Regions from separate parts of the Rattus norvegicus genome. Here region 2 is linked to region 1. A link is a contact called in public Hi-C data. All regions are on one chromosome and are shown on one strand. The core of a region is the stretch at or near the end of the contact, and the rest is flanking DNA. Distances in the headings are between cores, read along the strand shown. Region 1 overlaps Slx9 (SLX9 ribosome biogenesis factor). Region 2 overlaps Adarb1 (adenosine deaminase, RNA-specific, B1).

Evidence for each region. A called contact is a pair of places that touch in the nucleus more often than the background predicts.
Region 2: a Hi-C map of psoas muscle shows a contact between it and region 1, with 5 times the contacts expected there. The contact joins two enhancer-like sites. A contact is called at or near these places in 11 of 12 Hi-C or Micro-C datasets (the A7r5 cell line, the Rat2 cell line, Schwann cells and 6 more).

The regions. Positions count from the first base shown.
Region 1 is chr20:11,121,692-11,129,354 of GRCr8, reverse strand. All of the region lies in intron 2 of Slx9 (SLX9 ribosome biogenesis factor), which reads right to left. Among named protein-coding and RNA genes, the nearest start is that of Slx9, 11 kb to the right of the region's middle. Within about 2 kb of position 4,719, at least 47 of the 93 cell types and tissues checked have an H3K27ac peak or open chromatin away from gene starts, as enhancers often do.
Region 2 is chr20:11,346,197-11,353,859 of GRCr8, reverse strand. It overlaps Adarb1 (adenosine deaminase, RNA-specific, B1), which reads right to left. Exons shown (of 11, transcript NM_001111055.1): 11 at 3,444-7,510. The coding sequence ends at 7,331. Among named protein-coding and RNA genes, the nearest start is that of Trnaa-agc36, 8.8 kb to the left of the region's middle. Within about 2 kb of position 2,904, at least 3 of the 93 cell types and tissues checked have an H3K27ac peak or open chromatin away from gene starts, as enhancers often do.

The DNA.
Region 1 (7,663 bases), core at 3,470-5,969:
TGAGGCTGCAGAGCGGAGGAGACCACCAACACTGCCCACCCCTGCCCACATCCCTGGCCCAAGAGGCAACTGTATAAGGCCTCTGGGTTCCCGTAGGGGAGGGCCCAGGAGCGGCAGGATCCCTGCGCCTGAGACACCGCCAGAACCTGAAGGAAACAGACCGGATAAACAGTTCTCTGCACCCAAATCCCGTGGGAGGGAGAGCTAAACCTTCAGAGAGGCGGACACGCCTGGGAAACCAGAAGAGACTGCACTCTGTGCACATCCAGACGCCAGAGGAAAACACCAAACGCCATCTGGAACCCTGGTGCACGGAGGCTCCCGGAAAGAGCGGCGCAGATCTTCCCGGTTGCTGCCGCCGCGGAGAGGACTTAGGCAGTACCCCACGAGCAAACTTGAGCCTTGGAACCACAGGTAGGACCAACTTTTCCCCTGCAAGAAACCTGCCTGGTGAACTCAAGACACAGGCCCACAGGAACAGCTGAAGACCTGTAGAGAGGAAAAACTACACGCCCGAAAGCAGAACACTCTGTCCCCATAACTGGCTGAAAGAAAACAGGAAAACAGGTCTACAGCACTCCTGACACACAGGCTTATAGGACAGTCTAGCCACGGTCAGAAATAGCAGAACAAAGTAACACTAGAGATAATCTGATGGCGAGAGGCAAGCGCAGGAACCCAAGCAACAGAAACCAAGACTACATGGCATCATCGGAGCCCAATTCTCCCACCAAAGCAAACACTGAATATCCAAACACACCAGAAAAGCAAGATCTAGTTTCAAAATCATATTTGATCATGATGCTGGAGGACTTCAAGAAAGACATAAAGAACTCCCTTAGAGAACAAGTAGAAGCCTACAGAGAGGAATCGCAAAAATCCCTGAAAGAATTCCAGGAAAACACAATCAAACAGTTGAAGGAATTAAAAATGGAAATAGAAGCAATCAAGAAAGAACACATGGAAATAACCCTGGACATAGAAAATCAAAAGAAAAGACAAGGAGCTGTAGATACAAGCTTCACCAACAGAATACAAGAGATGGAAGAGAGAATCTCGGGAGCAGAAGATTCCATAGAAATCATTGACTCAACTGTCAAAGATAATGTAAAGCGGAAAAAGCTACTGGTCCAAAACATACAGGAAATCCAGGACTCAATGAGAAGATCAAACCTAAGGATAATAGGTATAGAAGAGAGTGAAGACTCCCAGCTCAAAGGACCAGTAAATATCTTCAACAAAATCATAGAAGAAAACTTCCCTAACCTAAAAAAAGAGATACCCATAGGCATACAAGAAGCCTACAGAACTCCAAATAGATTGGACCAGAAAAGAAACACCTCCCGTCACATAATTGTCAAAACACCAAACGCACAAAATAAAGAAAGAATATTAAAAGCAGTAAGGGAAAAAGGTCAAGTAACATATAAAGGCAGACCTATCAGAATCACACCAGACTTTTCGCCAGAAACTATGAAGGCCAGAAGATCCTGGACAGATGTCATACAGACCCTAAGAGAACACAAATGCCAGCCCAGGTTACTGTATCCTGCAAAACTCTCAATTAACATAGATGGAGAAACCAAGATATTCCATGACAAAACCAAATTTACACAATATCTTTCTACAAATCCAGCACTACAAAGGATAATAAAGGGTAAAGCCCAACATAAGGAGGCAAGCTATACCCTAGAAGAAGCAAGAAACTAATCGTCTTGGCAACAAAACAAGGAGAATGAAAGCACACAAACATAACCTCACATCCAAATATGAATATAACAGGAAGCAATAATCACTATTCCTTAATATCTCTCAATATCAATGGCCTCAACTCCCCAATAAAAAGACATAGATTAACAAACTGGATACGCAATGAGGACCCTGCATTCTGCTGCCTACAGGAAACACACCTCAGAGACAAAGACAGACACTACCTCAGAGTGAAAGGCTGGAAAACAACTTTCCAAGCAAATGGTCAGAAGAAGCAAGCTGGAGTAGCCATTCTAATATCAAATAAAATCAATTTTCAATTAAAAGTCATCAAAAAAGATAAGGAAGGACACTTCATATTCATCAAAGGAAAAATCCACCAAGATGAACTCTCAATCCTCATCTTCGGTTGGTTTATATACAAGTGTGCAATTTCTAGGCTTGAACGTAAAATGATGCTATCTGGTGCTGGATAGAGGAGCCTTATTTTTTATTATGGCAGCTTGCTATTTTTGTAATATGGTGATTTGGTTGAACACATTAAAGTACAGTAGTAACTGATCTCCCCCTCTTCCTGGATGAGTGAGGAGATGATTAAATGTTGATGTCAGCATCCATGAGCATATTCAGATGAGCTTCTGCTTCTGTTGAAAAGGATGCTGTGTTTGATTGTGGTCCGAAGCTTTGAAGCACTACTTGGCATCTCCTTCCTTGGAGGTCTCACTGTTTAAACATAACAGATTTGATAGCTTGTTGGTAAGGTGAGGTCCAGCTTGTCTCCACTAGGTCATCTTCATGTGAATCCGGTGGTTATACGGTTTTGTTCTAGGGATATTTCATTTTTTTTAATAACGGTTTTAGCTGACATTCATGGAGAGAATGAATCCTTAGAAGTGTGCCACTAGTGAAAGGAAATCCTGTCTAGAGTATGTTTCTTTACAAAGCTGTGTCACACCATCCTTTGGGCCCTCTGCTGGAAAAGTAGAATCAAGTCTCAAATAATGCCTTTTAAATTGTATCCTCTAGTATTATAGATGTAGGACAGTACTGTATCATACCTCTGTGGATGTAAAATAGCTTGTACCTGCTTTATGATACGTAGTAGTGACCGTGCTTTATCAGAGCTGTTTTTAATGATGTTGCTCAGAATGTTTTCTTTCCAGATGATGATTGAGAAGCTAATTTAAAAAAAAATGGTGCCAGGTACCACAAGAGTAACAGAACTGTGCTGTTTTCTCGGGTTTTGTTTTTTTACTTTTTTTTTTTAATGGAGTGTGCTGGATGTCTCTACAGTTTTGGTCAGATGACTGCAGAACCTGGAAAAGCTGTTGCTGCTGTTGATGCATAACACACTGCTATTATTGGTCTTTTTATATAAATATAAATATATATATACAGATATATAATTTGAATTTTTTGAAACTTTACCTGTGCTGTCAACTTTCGAAAAAAGTATCCCCGTTTACTGTGTTGAGTTGGCACTGTACAGAAATTAACAGCCATATTGGTCTAGAAATGTTGAACTTAAGTTTTTTCCATTTGTACAGGGGTAACACACTGTATTAAATATGTAAGGTCTTATATACGTGGGTTTGATTACAAAAACTAATAAAGTATTCTCTAAATAAAAAAAAAAAAAAAAAAAAAAAGAGAACACAAGTGGAGATATATCTGCACCAGGAGCCAGATGACATGGTCCCTCTTCTCAAAGGAAAAAACCCAAGGCTACCACTGCATGCTCTGTGGGAACATCAGTTGGACCTGTCCAATTTAACCAGAAGTTGACTGACTATGGGGCATAGACAACCGGGGCTGTGTGAGCAGAAAGCACTGACGACACAGATGGGCTGGCTCTGAGGGGGCCGGGACAATGCTAGCTAGGCTTCTTTTCTCTAAGGATGGCCTCAGCCCAGTCCTAGGACAGCTGGAGTCAGCTAGGGACACTGCCCAGCCAGAGCAGCAGCCCTGCCCTAAGCATGGAACTGAGGAACTACGAGGCAGGAAGAGGAGCCCCTCACTGGTTACTGGGCATTGGGCGGCTGGGTGGGGATCAGGTCACTGGAATCTCTGCTGCTAGTCTGTCCCACAGCGACACAAAGATGGTCCATGCCCTTGGCCTTAACTGCCTTTCCCAGGGCTGACATGGTTTTAGCCACAGAGAGAACATGGTTTTAGCTTCCAAGAACATCTGTAGAAAACAGTCTCCTGCCATTTCAAACATTTAGATGTTCCTGGACTGTGCAATGGAGAACCTGTGTGTTTAAGGATAAACAAGGCAGAAGCAAGTCCTGTGAGGAGAAGCTGGAGATCCTGGTAAGCTAGCCCAGCCTTTGTTCAGGGAGCGGGCACAAAGCCTCGGCAGCTGGTGACGCAGTTAGGGTCACGGTGCTGGGGTCTGGTGCCCATGCTTCTAGCCTGGGGCTGCACAGCTTGGGCCTGGCTGGGGTAAGAGGGCCCAGGGCTCAGTAGCTACTCCTCCAGCTGGTCCAACAGACGGAGCATCCAATGCACTCCACTGCACTCCAGTGCATACCTAGGCAGATGTCACATGACTAGAAGCAATGTCAAACCACAAGTGAGGTGACAACGGGCCTAAGTGTGGGATGTCAGGCTGGGGTGGGACTTGGGGATTTTCTGAGGTGCATGGAAACTTGTAAGAAAAATGGGCCTGGCACAGCCAAGACAGTTTGGGGGCAGCATGGGGGGGGGAGGCCACACAGAAGTACCCAATGGTAGGACATCCCAGGGGACAGGAAGTAATTCTCTCCAGATGATTCTCTCAACTTTTGGTAACTCTGCAATTACTCCAAAGTAAAAATAACACCAAGGTCAGTGGAGACCAGCTCTAGCAATAACATACCCAGCACCACACAGAAGGATTTCGGAACGAGCTAACTGAGAACGCTAGCTAGAATGTGACCTTTTTAGCCCTCCGTCGCTCCAGAGACAGAACCGAACAGGCTGTTCTTGCAGATGCAAAGGGTTTGGAATGCTGAGGTCATGCAGAAGCTGAGCCCTGACACAGCCCTCGGATCCCGCTTGCCTGGCACTGCATTCACCCTCACTTCACTGGACTCTGCACAGGCTGACTGACGGTTACTCCCTGTGGGCAGAAAGACAGGCCCAGAAGCAGGCAGTAACCAGACAGGCATGGAGAACCTCCATGATGGTGACAGGGATGCTGGAGACCAGAGCAGGCCTGTGCTGGCTGGAGTAGGTACACAGAATGAGCTGTGGCTGCTGCCCAAACAAAGGGAGCTTCCCAGGAGCCACTGTGACAGAACAGCAGCCCAGCCCTAGCTGGGGGACAATGGAGCTCTGAAGTGCTGCTGCTTCCAGCTTCTCCCTGACTACCAGTTGTCGCAGCATTGGCCGAGGCCCTCGTCCTATGAAGGAAGGAGACAGGGCCCAGCAAGCATGTCTGAGGCCTGACAGTAGCAACTGCTGTACTGGGGCAGGACCTCTCAGCCCCAGCTTCTTTTTTTTTTTTTTTTTTTTTTTTTTTTTGGTTCTTTTTTTCGGAGCTGGGGACCGAACCCAGGGCCTTGTGCTTCCTAGGTAAGTGCTCTACCACTGAGCTAAATCCCCAGCCCCGCCCCAGCTTCTTTACCAGAGAACTGGAACCTGGAACGGGTGCTGAGCCTGAGGGAGCAAAACGTTTAAAAGAAAACGTGCAACAAAGCAAGACCTAAGCCAACTGCCACAGAGCAAGCAAGGCTACTGGACAGACAGGAAGGGCGAGAACAGCAGTGACCTTAGCCCTGCACTGGGATTTCCCAGCACCAGAGAGAGATGGAGATGTCACCACCAGGCCTCTGGGGAAGCTCAGTAGCCACAGCAACGAGGGACAGGGGCAAGCATTCTGTGTTGGTCAGCTTTTCAGTACTATGACAACATAGCTCGGATAAGCAGTGCTGGAGAGGCCGGGGCAAGACTGCTGTGAGTTCAAGGTCAGTGTGCACCAGGGTGAGACTCTGTTTCAGGAAAAAAGCAAGTGGGCTGGAGAGGTCAGGCAGCCTCAGTGCTGGCAGTTCAAGCTGCAGTGTTTGAACCCTGGACCAGCAGACGGCAGCAGTCAACTCTCTCACGTTGCCGTGTGACCTCCAGATACATGAGGCAGCTCGTGTGCTTGCACCTGTGCACGTGTACATATGTGTGCTGTACATAGACTGGCAATAAGACACGAAGTTAAGCGTAAACGGGAGAAAGGGTGAGGACTGTCTAATGAGGATAAGGAGGTGGGAGGAACGACCTAACCCCCTAAACACAGGCCACGCCTTCCCCTTCCACTCAAGGCCTGGAGCCCGGACTGCAGAAAGGAGAGTGAGTTGAACTCAAATATCCACCCCTCTCTGCTTCCTGGCTGTGGGCAGAGGCAGTGGCTCAGGAAGGCACCTGGGTACCAGTGAGTGGGCCAGGAGAACCCTACAAAGTCCCTGGGGTTGCCAAGGCCCTAAAACGATGGCATCTCCCTGTGGAGTCTGGGAAATACACAGGACAGGGGTATCCGACGGGAGGCAGCCAGGTCAAAGGTCAAGGTCATAGGAAAGGATCTGCTAACTGAACGGTGACATCTGCACATAGCACATACAAGCAAGCCTTTCTACTTCTTGTACAATCCCCTCACAGCCCCCATTTTATCTCAAAACCTACAGCTGCCCTCTAGCCCAGCTGCTGATGGATGACGTAGCGAGGAGCCGAGAGCCTCAGTGGGACACTGCCAGTCAAGCTCCTCGAACAGCAGAAATATGCTGAGGACCCAAAATAGCCCAGCCACTTGGTCCACAGTACATGCTCAGGTGACACCCACTCCTGCCTGTCCTCCTCAGGCCAACGAGTGTCCCAAACACCCCAAGCAGGGAACAGATGCCCCTAGACAGCTAAACAGCCTTCAATATCCTGGTGGTAGGCATGAGGTCACCTCCCTTGGAGGTCCCCAGCAGCTGGGGACAACCTGTAAGGACAGAAGAGCTCCTGAGTCTTCTGGTCGCAAACAAGAGCGTATGAGGAGAAATGACGTCTCTTTGAAGCTACCTGTCACCAGGTGAAATGGCCTGGGACAAAGCAGTGAGGACTCTCTGAGTACCCAAGGCTAAAGGACCAGGTGGGTCCTGAGAGCAAATGGGCGTGTGGCTCTGAATAGACCAGGGAACACGCATAAGGCCCCACGTGAACATGGTGGACAGTTAACATAACATCACATACAGGAGTCACACTGAACCAGGCTCAGCAGGTCACCAAGGCAGGGTCCTAATGATGCTTATCCCTTACTTTTCATACAACTCTTAAGTAGAGGCTGGACCCTAATGGTCAAGCCTCTGCTACAGGGTTGGCTCCATACTTACAGAGCCAAGGCCAGGCCTCTAGTGGGGCAGGGAGGAGCCATATCCAATTATAGCATGCCAGGACCCCAGGAGCCCTATCCACTAGATCCTGTTTCCTGGGGTCTACGGATACAGGTTCCATAGCAGTCCCAGCCTGACCGCCAGCACAGAAGGGCAATCCCTACTGGGTGGAAGTGGGCACTCAACACGGCCCACCACAGAGCACAGTGGGCACGCAAGTGGTGAGCCCACACACACGCTCTACTACAGGTTCTGTGGCTTCGTGCTTAAACTGTTTAAACAGCCTTAAAACAGGCACCTTTAGCCTGATCAAAGTGTGGCCTGTCATGCTATTTGGAACGTGCTCCTGTGGCTATCACAGATGTGGCCTTGCTTCATTACCAACCTCTATGCTCGAGCTCTGGTGAGAGTCTGACAGGCCCCGACAGGCATCTTAAACTAAAGCTGCAGGAAGAAGTGGGACAGAACCTGGCCCTGGCTGGCTCCCTGCTGCACAGACAAACACTTCCCTTTCACACTCCACAACTAGGTAACCAGGGTCCCAAGGAACGTCACTGGAAGGGACACACACACAGAAACAGTTACTGGCCTGTAACTGTTAACTGTGA
Region 2 (7,663 bases), core at 1,655-4,154, 230 kb before region 1:
GTAGCTGTCTTCAGACACACCAGAAGAGGGCATCAGATCCCATTACAGATGGTTGTGAGCCACCATGTGGTTGCTGGGATTTGAACTCAGGACCTCTGGAAGAGCAGTCAGTGCTCTTAACCATTGAGCCATCTCTTCAGCCCCCTTGTTCATTATCTCTTAACCCTTACATTTCTCCTTTAGAATCTACATTTGTAGTTACTCCGAGTCATCCCAGCCTCTTCCTCTTATGCAGCCCTACCTGGCTCTAGGACATGTTCTCTGCCTGCACCTCTTCTCCTTCCTGGCTTTGGGGTCACCGCTCTGGCTCTCCTTGCAACCAGCTCTTGCTTAGGAAACAGCTTCAAAACATGTGTTGGAGGGATGAGTGACTGGTCTGCTGGGATCTGATTTAGGGGGCGTCTCCCCACACCACTGTCCACTTCTGCCTCTGTTTAGCAGGAGAACAGGTTCTTGGCCCTTCAGAAAGCTGACTTTCTTGAATGGAGACTTCACCTGGACAGAGAAGTTGACACCATATAATGTTCCCTTTCTTCTTAAAGTTGTAGTCATCCTAATTTCTCTACTATAAAATGTCTTATGAATCAAAACTTAAATTTAGTCTGGTCAAAGGCTTTGTTAATAATAGTCTGGAATCACATTATTTTCACACATCGCTGTTTTTCTTTTTCTTTTCTTTTTTAAAGATTTATTTATGTATTTTATTTATGTGAGCACACTGTCGCTCTCTTTAGAGACACCAGAAGAGGACATGAGAGCCCATTATGATGGCTGTGAGCCACCATGTGGTTGCAGGGAATTGAACTCAGGACCCTGGAGGAGCAGTCAGTGCTCTTAGCCACTGAGCCATCTCTCCAGCCCCCACATCACAGGTTTTCAAAAACACAGGTAAGGCGGAAATGAAATTTCATTGACCTAGTACCGCCTAATGGGTTGATCCGGGCTTTTCCAACTTATAGCAAAGGATCACGAGGTCCCCGTTTCTCTGTGGCAGAGTGTAGCCTCGGTTATAGTCTAGCTTTGTTGTTGTGGGTGTGTTAAGAAAACTGAATTAATTAAAAAAAAAAAACAAACCCAGAGCAATGATCTCCATGGTGTTCTGAATTTCTACGTAATATCCTTCCAATCTGGTGCTTTAAAAATTTTTAAAGTCATGAGAACGGTTTTAGGGCTTTGTCATCTGTCAAATCAGTGAGGTTTTTTTTATTCAAGTGTTTTAAAGCAAAGGATTAGAACGCACTTGGCAGGCTGAAGGATCTGTCATGGTATTTATGACACCACTTATCAAGGGACTGCCAATTACCTGTGACTGTCACCTTGTTAAGCCTCATATATTCAGAAGGGGTCTGGGACATTGAGATGCAAATTTCAGTGCTCCTCCCATCCCCAGCCAATTTAATATTGATAAGATGCCTCCCTTGCACCATCATTTCAAATGTACTTTCGTTGCAACTGTGTGACTGCAGACTTAGCACCTTCTATTTATGGCACATGTCCTCCATGTGACCTAATCCTTCTTGTCACACCGGTGAACCAAGTCAGACCTATTTTCTATCAGAAAAAAACCTGACCTACTTTCCTAGTAGAAAGAAACAAGGGTGTTAGCAAGCTTTTCTAGGGACACTGGAAAAGACAACCATGAGAAATGAATTATAGTAGATGGCCTGGAAGAAAGAAATTACTGAGGGTGAGGAGGTCAGGTTTTTAAACATGTGGATCTAATACAGCGACTTGGCTCATCCAAAGGAAAGGAGTCTTAATTTGTAACAACCTCATGAAACCCACAGGTGAACGTTCAGGTTATGCACCGGGAAGAATGAGAAGAGGACTCGAGTCCTCCCGCTTACCACTCCTAGGTGTTTGTTTGCACGGGTGTTCTCTCTCCTCCCTCCAGTTTCTGTGGGACTGAGGATGGTACTCAGGGCTTCTCCCACATGAGGCGAGCACTCTAACTGTATCGTAGCCTTTGTCTTATCTGTTAGCATCCTCATCAAATACTCCTTCGTATTTACAGAAAAGGAAGGGATGGGTTGCTGTTCGAACACAGTCCAAGAATGGAGTCGTGTGAGGGGGAATTCTGAGTGCTTGTGAGAAAATTAAAACAACAAAAAACCCAAACAACCAAAAAAAAAAAACCAAACAAACAACAACAACAACAAAAAAAACACCAAGACCAGAGTCTTGTGACCTCAGTTTCTTCAAAACCACAGAACTTTCTTTTGTGTTCCTCCCAGGCGTAGAGGCGTGAGTTTACTTCAGATTATAAAGAACATGTTTTTGCCACGTGTCACTGTGATTATATTCAGCTTGAACTCCTGAGAACTTTGCTCACGTGACCATTCTTAACTCGAGAGTGTGCACCGTCTGGTGCTCTGAGTAAAGTTGGCTCTTGCCTGAGACTGCAGTATACCTTATTTTTAGGATCCATTCTCCCAGGCTCAACTGCCAGCTAGAGTGGTAAACAGACTGCTAAAATGTTAAGTCAAGTAGCTGTACATCTCTGGTATTCTTTTTTAAAAAAGAATTATTTACTTATATATATGAGTACACTGTCGCTGTCTTCAGACACACCAGAAGAGGGCATCGGATCCCATTACAGATGGTTGTGAGCCACCATATGCTTGCTGGGAATCGAACTCAGGACCTCTGGAGGAACAGTCAGTGCTCTTAGCTGCTGAGCCATCTCTCCAGCCCCGTATCTTTGATACTATAAAGAACATTCAGTTTGTTCACACAAAATAAAAGACACAAGTGGAGAAGCAAGTTACCTGAGACCTACCCAAGCAGCCTTCTGACCCTGGAGAGGGCATGAAAGGAGTGGAGAGGTCACCCAGGTTAACCGTTGTATGCCTCCACTTTGGCTCCCCTGTTTTCAGCCTGAGATAAACAACCAAAGGCACACGTGTTTCACTTCGTAGAGAAACTCTCAGCTGAACTAACTGGTTTTACTCCCTGACCAGTTCCAAAACAGAGGGGCAGGTCATGTCTCTGTGCTGCTGTTTTTAAAAGATACCTGGTGCGTATGACTGTGACTCTTTAAAAACATTCCTATATTTATTTCATATTTAATTACGGAAACATCAACTGAATAGGTGTTTTCAACGGGACAGGAAAAGCCATGCTAGGTTCCACAGCTTTACCTCCGTCCTTGTAGATTCACTCCCCTGCTCTCTTACAGAACACACACACACACATTCTCGAGACCACATTACAACAGTCTTGGAGCCATCTTTCCCGGGATCATGAAGGTCCTTCCTCTACAGCACCCTGTAGCAGAGGTGGAAGAATCCGCCGAGCCCTCGGTGTGGTGTACAGGAGGTTACACATCCAGACACACTCAAGGCCGGCAGCTCTCGGGCGGCAGCTGCCCACACCTTTCAAATCGTGATCAAGAGCGGTGGGAGCAAGGACACGGTGAAAAGGAAAATGTCCGAGGCAAGTCGTAGTGAAACGTCTTAGTCTTTATTGAGAACATCTCAGTCCTTTGTCTACATGTGACAGCATTTCATGCTCAGTTCCGGCTGGGCTCGGTGTGAGGAAGCTCATGCAGGCTGTAACATGTGGTATATACATAAATATACATACAGAGAACACTGAGGATTGTATCTTAGCAACACGTTTCTTGGCTGAATTACATTCATGTAAAGTGTCCAAACTCTAAAATCAAATTAAAAGTACATAACCCAAAGCCTGGAAAAGCTAACAGCTTTTAGGGGCTTATTCCGTGAACATTCCTCAAACTGTGCTTTTAACCTACTGCGTTCCATTCAGTAGAATGGCCCATCAGTTCCTTGTGTACCATCAGCGCCTGCTGTGGCGACAATTAAGTGCTTCTGAGGCTGGGCACTTGCCATTCAAACAGCAAACAGAACGAACAGGTACTACCACAGAGATGTGGACATTCCCCCAGCGGCTGAGCGGAAAGTGCACTGAGGAGCCAGCCATGATCGGTCAGACCATGGGACGAACTCCCTCATTCATGGTCCCTGACGGGTCAGAGGCTTCCTAATTCCAATTTCCCAATGCCACATGACCCCAGTAGCCCCAGTGTGGAGCAGTTCACAGCTGCAGAGTGGGTGGCCACCCCCTCAGCCTTGGGGAGACTGTCACACGACAGATGTGCCGAGAGACAAGGACACATACAAGCTGTGCACACTGAACGCATACACTCTGCCCTTCTCCCGGTGCAGTCTGGGGAATGAGGGAGCATGAAGGGATCTTCTGAGAGGTTCCCTGATTTCGAGGACGTGACAGGTTTGAATTTCAGCTCATTTTACTTCTCTCTCTGGAGCAAAGTTCCGAGTGGAGGAGCTGACATTTCTGGAGTCTTTTGGAAGTGACAAGCTGCTCCTGCACTGTGTGTATTTACTCTTGGGGCAGGGTGACGTGCAGCTCACCCCACGTTCCTGACCCTCTGGTGGCTGCCCGCCCCTGGTGCACCTGTCTGAAACTAAAGTTTAAAAACCAAGCAGCACGTACAGTCTGGAGGCAAGAGGAGCTGGGTGATAAAATAAACAGAGAGCAATGCCTTACAAGATGGGGGCCTGCGCTCTTAGACAGGTTTTAATTACTAAAGGAAAAGCTTCGAAACAGAATGGTGAGAGACTCAGATTCAGCTTTAAAGTTGTTCTTTGGTGTCTCTCGCTAGGAGACGTGCTACCTCCTGACATCATGAGTGGCTAACGGCGTGGACGCCACACTCACGCTGCCTACATCTAAGTGGAGAGTCTCGGCTCTGCAGAAACAAGATAGCCCAGCCAAGGCTCCCGGCCACAATGTCTTCCTGCTGTGTAGCTGCAGCCCTGTGACGGCGGTCTGAGTAATCCTGAGGGATACTGCGGTATGGACTTAAAACTTCAGGTTTAGCTGCATGCTCTGAACACAGACACTCATGTTCTTCACCTGCTGAGGTAGCCAAGACATTTCCATCAGGCTCTTGGTGTGTCAAGCTTTCTGCTGAGTCTGTGACATTTAGGTCCTGGACATGAACTACCATTGTGGGGACCTTTGGGAAGAGGCTCAAAGGGCTTATGTCTTAAATCAATATTTGTTTCCTTTTTGTCTGGTCACATTTGGGCTGTTCGAGCTGCCATGTCTTGAGTGCAGGGGAAGGTGGCACATGTCCCATGCCGGCTCCTCACCACAGGGTGCCTCCAGGCTCCCCCTCCTTTCTGGGCCTAGGTCAGGTCTAAGCAGGACCAGCCCCTGTAGTTTCAGATGATCTATACATGTAACCTTCACTTCCTGGTTGGGCAGCCTGTTATCTGACATGGAAAGCTAGATGTAATGCATGGTTTTTGGTGTATATGGGATATACTTTTGCTATACTTTATAACCAAAATGTACTTAAAAACAAACTAAATCATCTCCCCATCTCCATTAGGAAAAATTCGACTTAAAAACAAGAGTAAGAGCACACCAACATGTGTGTTTTTCTTTCTAGAAAGTGCAGGAGCTGTGGGGAAGGTGTGGTACTGGGGTAAAATGAGACCGTTTCTCTAAGGAGCCCCAATGCGTTTCACCCGAAGGTGGGCCTGCAATGCAGCCTGGGAGGGCTCCCTTTCAGGGGGGCAGGTGGTGATCTGAGGAGATCCAAGATGGCATGTGTCACTAGGGAGTTCTGCTAGGACCTTCATGCCTCGAAGATCAAGCCCCGCAGGACGAGAACCACGGAGACACCTACAAGGACACGACAGGGCTCCTGACACGGAGACACAAGTGGGTCTCACTTAAGCAATGACACACAGCCTCTTGAGGTCTGCTGGGAATCAGGTGGAACCCACAGTGGCTATGTTCTTATTCTGTCTCTTTCTCAAGTGTGTCAAGGACACACACACACACCTGGGTGAACAGCTCAGGGCCATAGCTGTCAGAGCTCTGGATGCAGCCGTGGTGGATGTGTGCTGTGGGATGAGCCTGCACCTTCTCTGCTCGAGGCCCTGAGGCTCTTCAGAGCAACCTGCTGGACCAGGCTAGCACACTGAGCTGACAGCCACAGCCCCTCCTCCCCCCCTCTACTCCTCCCTAATCCTGAGTGGAAGCAACAAGGCACCTGGGGCGAGTCTGAGCACAGGAGGTCCAGGTGTCCGCTCCAGGGCCCTGGGTGCCACCCTGTGCCTCACGGGTGCTCAGCAGCATTTTGGGGTTCAGCCCCAAGATACCAGGAGCACCCAGGCCTGCCTGTCGAGACACCAATGTCTGGTCTGCAGCGTTCCAAGGTTCACACTGTCCCACCAGCTTCAACCTGAATGTTTAACTTGTCAAACATGTCTGAAGCTGGAAGGGGTACCGGATAATCCGCCTTAGGTGGCGCGCTCCAAGCACGGTACCTGCTCACAACTCTTTCCATCCCGTGAGGCTCTCTGAGCGGTCAGTGGTTCCTACCCACCAGATCCCAAGGGGGGAGCAGAAGGAAGACTGTGCTCTGACTGTGGAGCAGTCCTACTGCGTGCCTCTAGGTCACAAAACCTCGATGGTTAGGACCCCCGTATGATGGCCAGCCAGGACAGGCTACGGACAGATTGGGTCTTCAGTTACCTGGTAGCAAATAGAGTTTTCCATGATTTGAGCCTAACCGGGAGCATGGACGATTCTAGAGGCAGCAGAGCCTAGGTCACGGCTCTGTAGGACACAGCATCCCAGCTGCAGGGCCAGTGTGTGCCAAGGTCACACCATATCATGCTGGGGTCACCCCAGGAGAGCTGTTAAAACCTACTGTGAGAACCTAAGTGTGAAGGCCCCACGGAGAGGAGCCACGCACAGAGGTGTGCGCGGTAGCTCTCTTCTACTTCCTACCTCTAGATTCCTGTGTTCTTTCACATAGAAACGCTTTTTTTTTCTTTTGCAATTAAAATAATGTGGCATAAAAGTGACCTGACATAATTACTTCTTATTTTATAAATCTCATTCCTAGCTCTGAATAAATTATTTATTCAAGAATCTCACACAAAGTAAATTTCTATTTTCCTATACTTGAGGAAGCCCTACTCAGTAGAACTCAATGTCTAATGTAAACTGAGATATAAAGCGGTCACTGGGTAGCTCAAGAGGGGAAATGTGTGGCAAGGGGTGGTGATGGGCCCCTGTGCCCCCATGCACCCCCACTGTGCACCTGATCCCTACTCAGATGTGAGGTGCCCAGCACCCTACACATCCCCACACTGCCCTGCTGGGTGGTGAGAGGCGCCGGGGATGATGCTTGAAGTCCAGTGGTTCCCCCAGACTCCCCGTGCCGTCCCCGAGGTGCACACCTGTCCCAGGTCAGACGCAAGGCTCTGGGGGACAGTTCGGCACCACAGCCTCGCACTCTGTGCTCTCGACTCCGCCTGGCTCAGGGAGTGAAGGAGAACTGGTCCTGCTCTGTGGGCTTCTCCACCCAGGCGCCCAGCCCCGCCTTGATGAAGGCAGTGAACAGACGTGCCTTGGCAGCCTGGTACTCCTTCGCTGCCAGCTTGGACTCGTGGTAGGTGGTGGGCTTGGTGATCTTGGTGCGCAGCAGGTGGGGGGGCACCTGTGGAAGGATACACGCGTCACGTAAAGCAACTGCCAGAGCAGAGCGACGAGGAAGAAACCTAGAGGAATAGAGGAATGCTCAAAGACGAGGCTCAGGGCTGGGCTGGTTTGTGAAGGAGCAGACAGAACGTTCTCCCCTAGATGGAAGAGT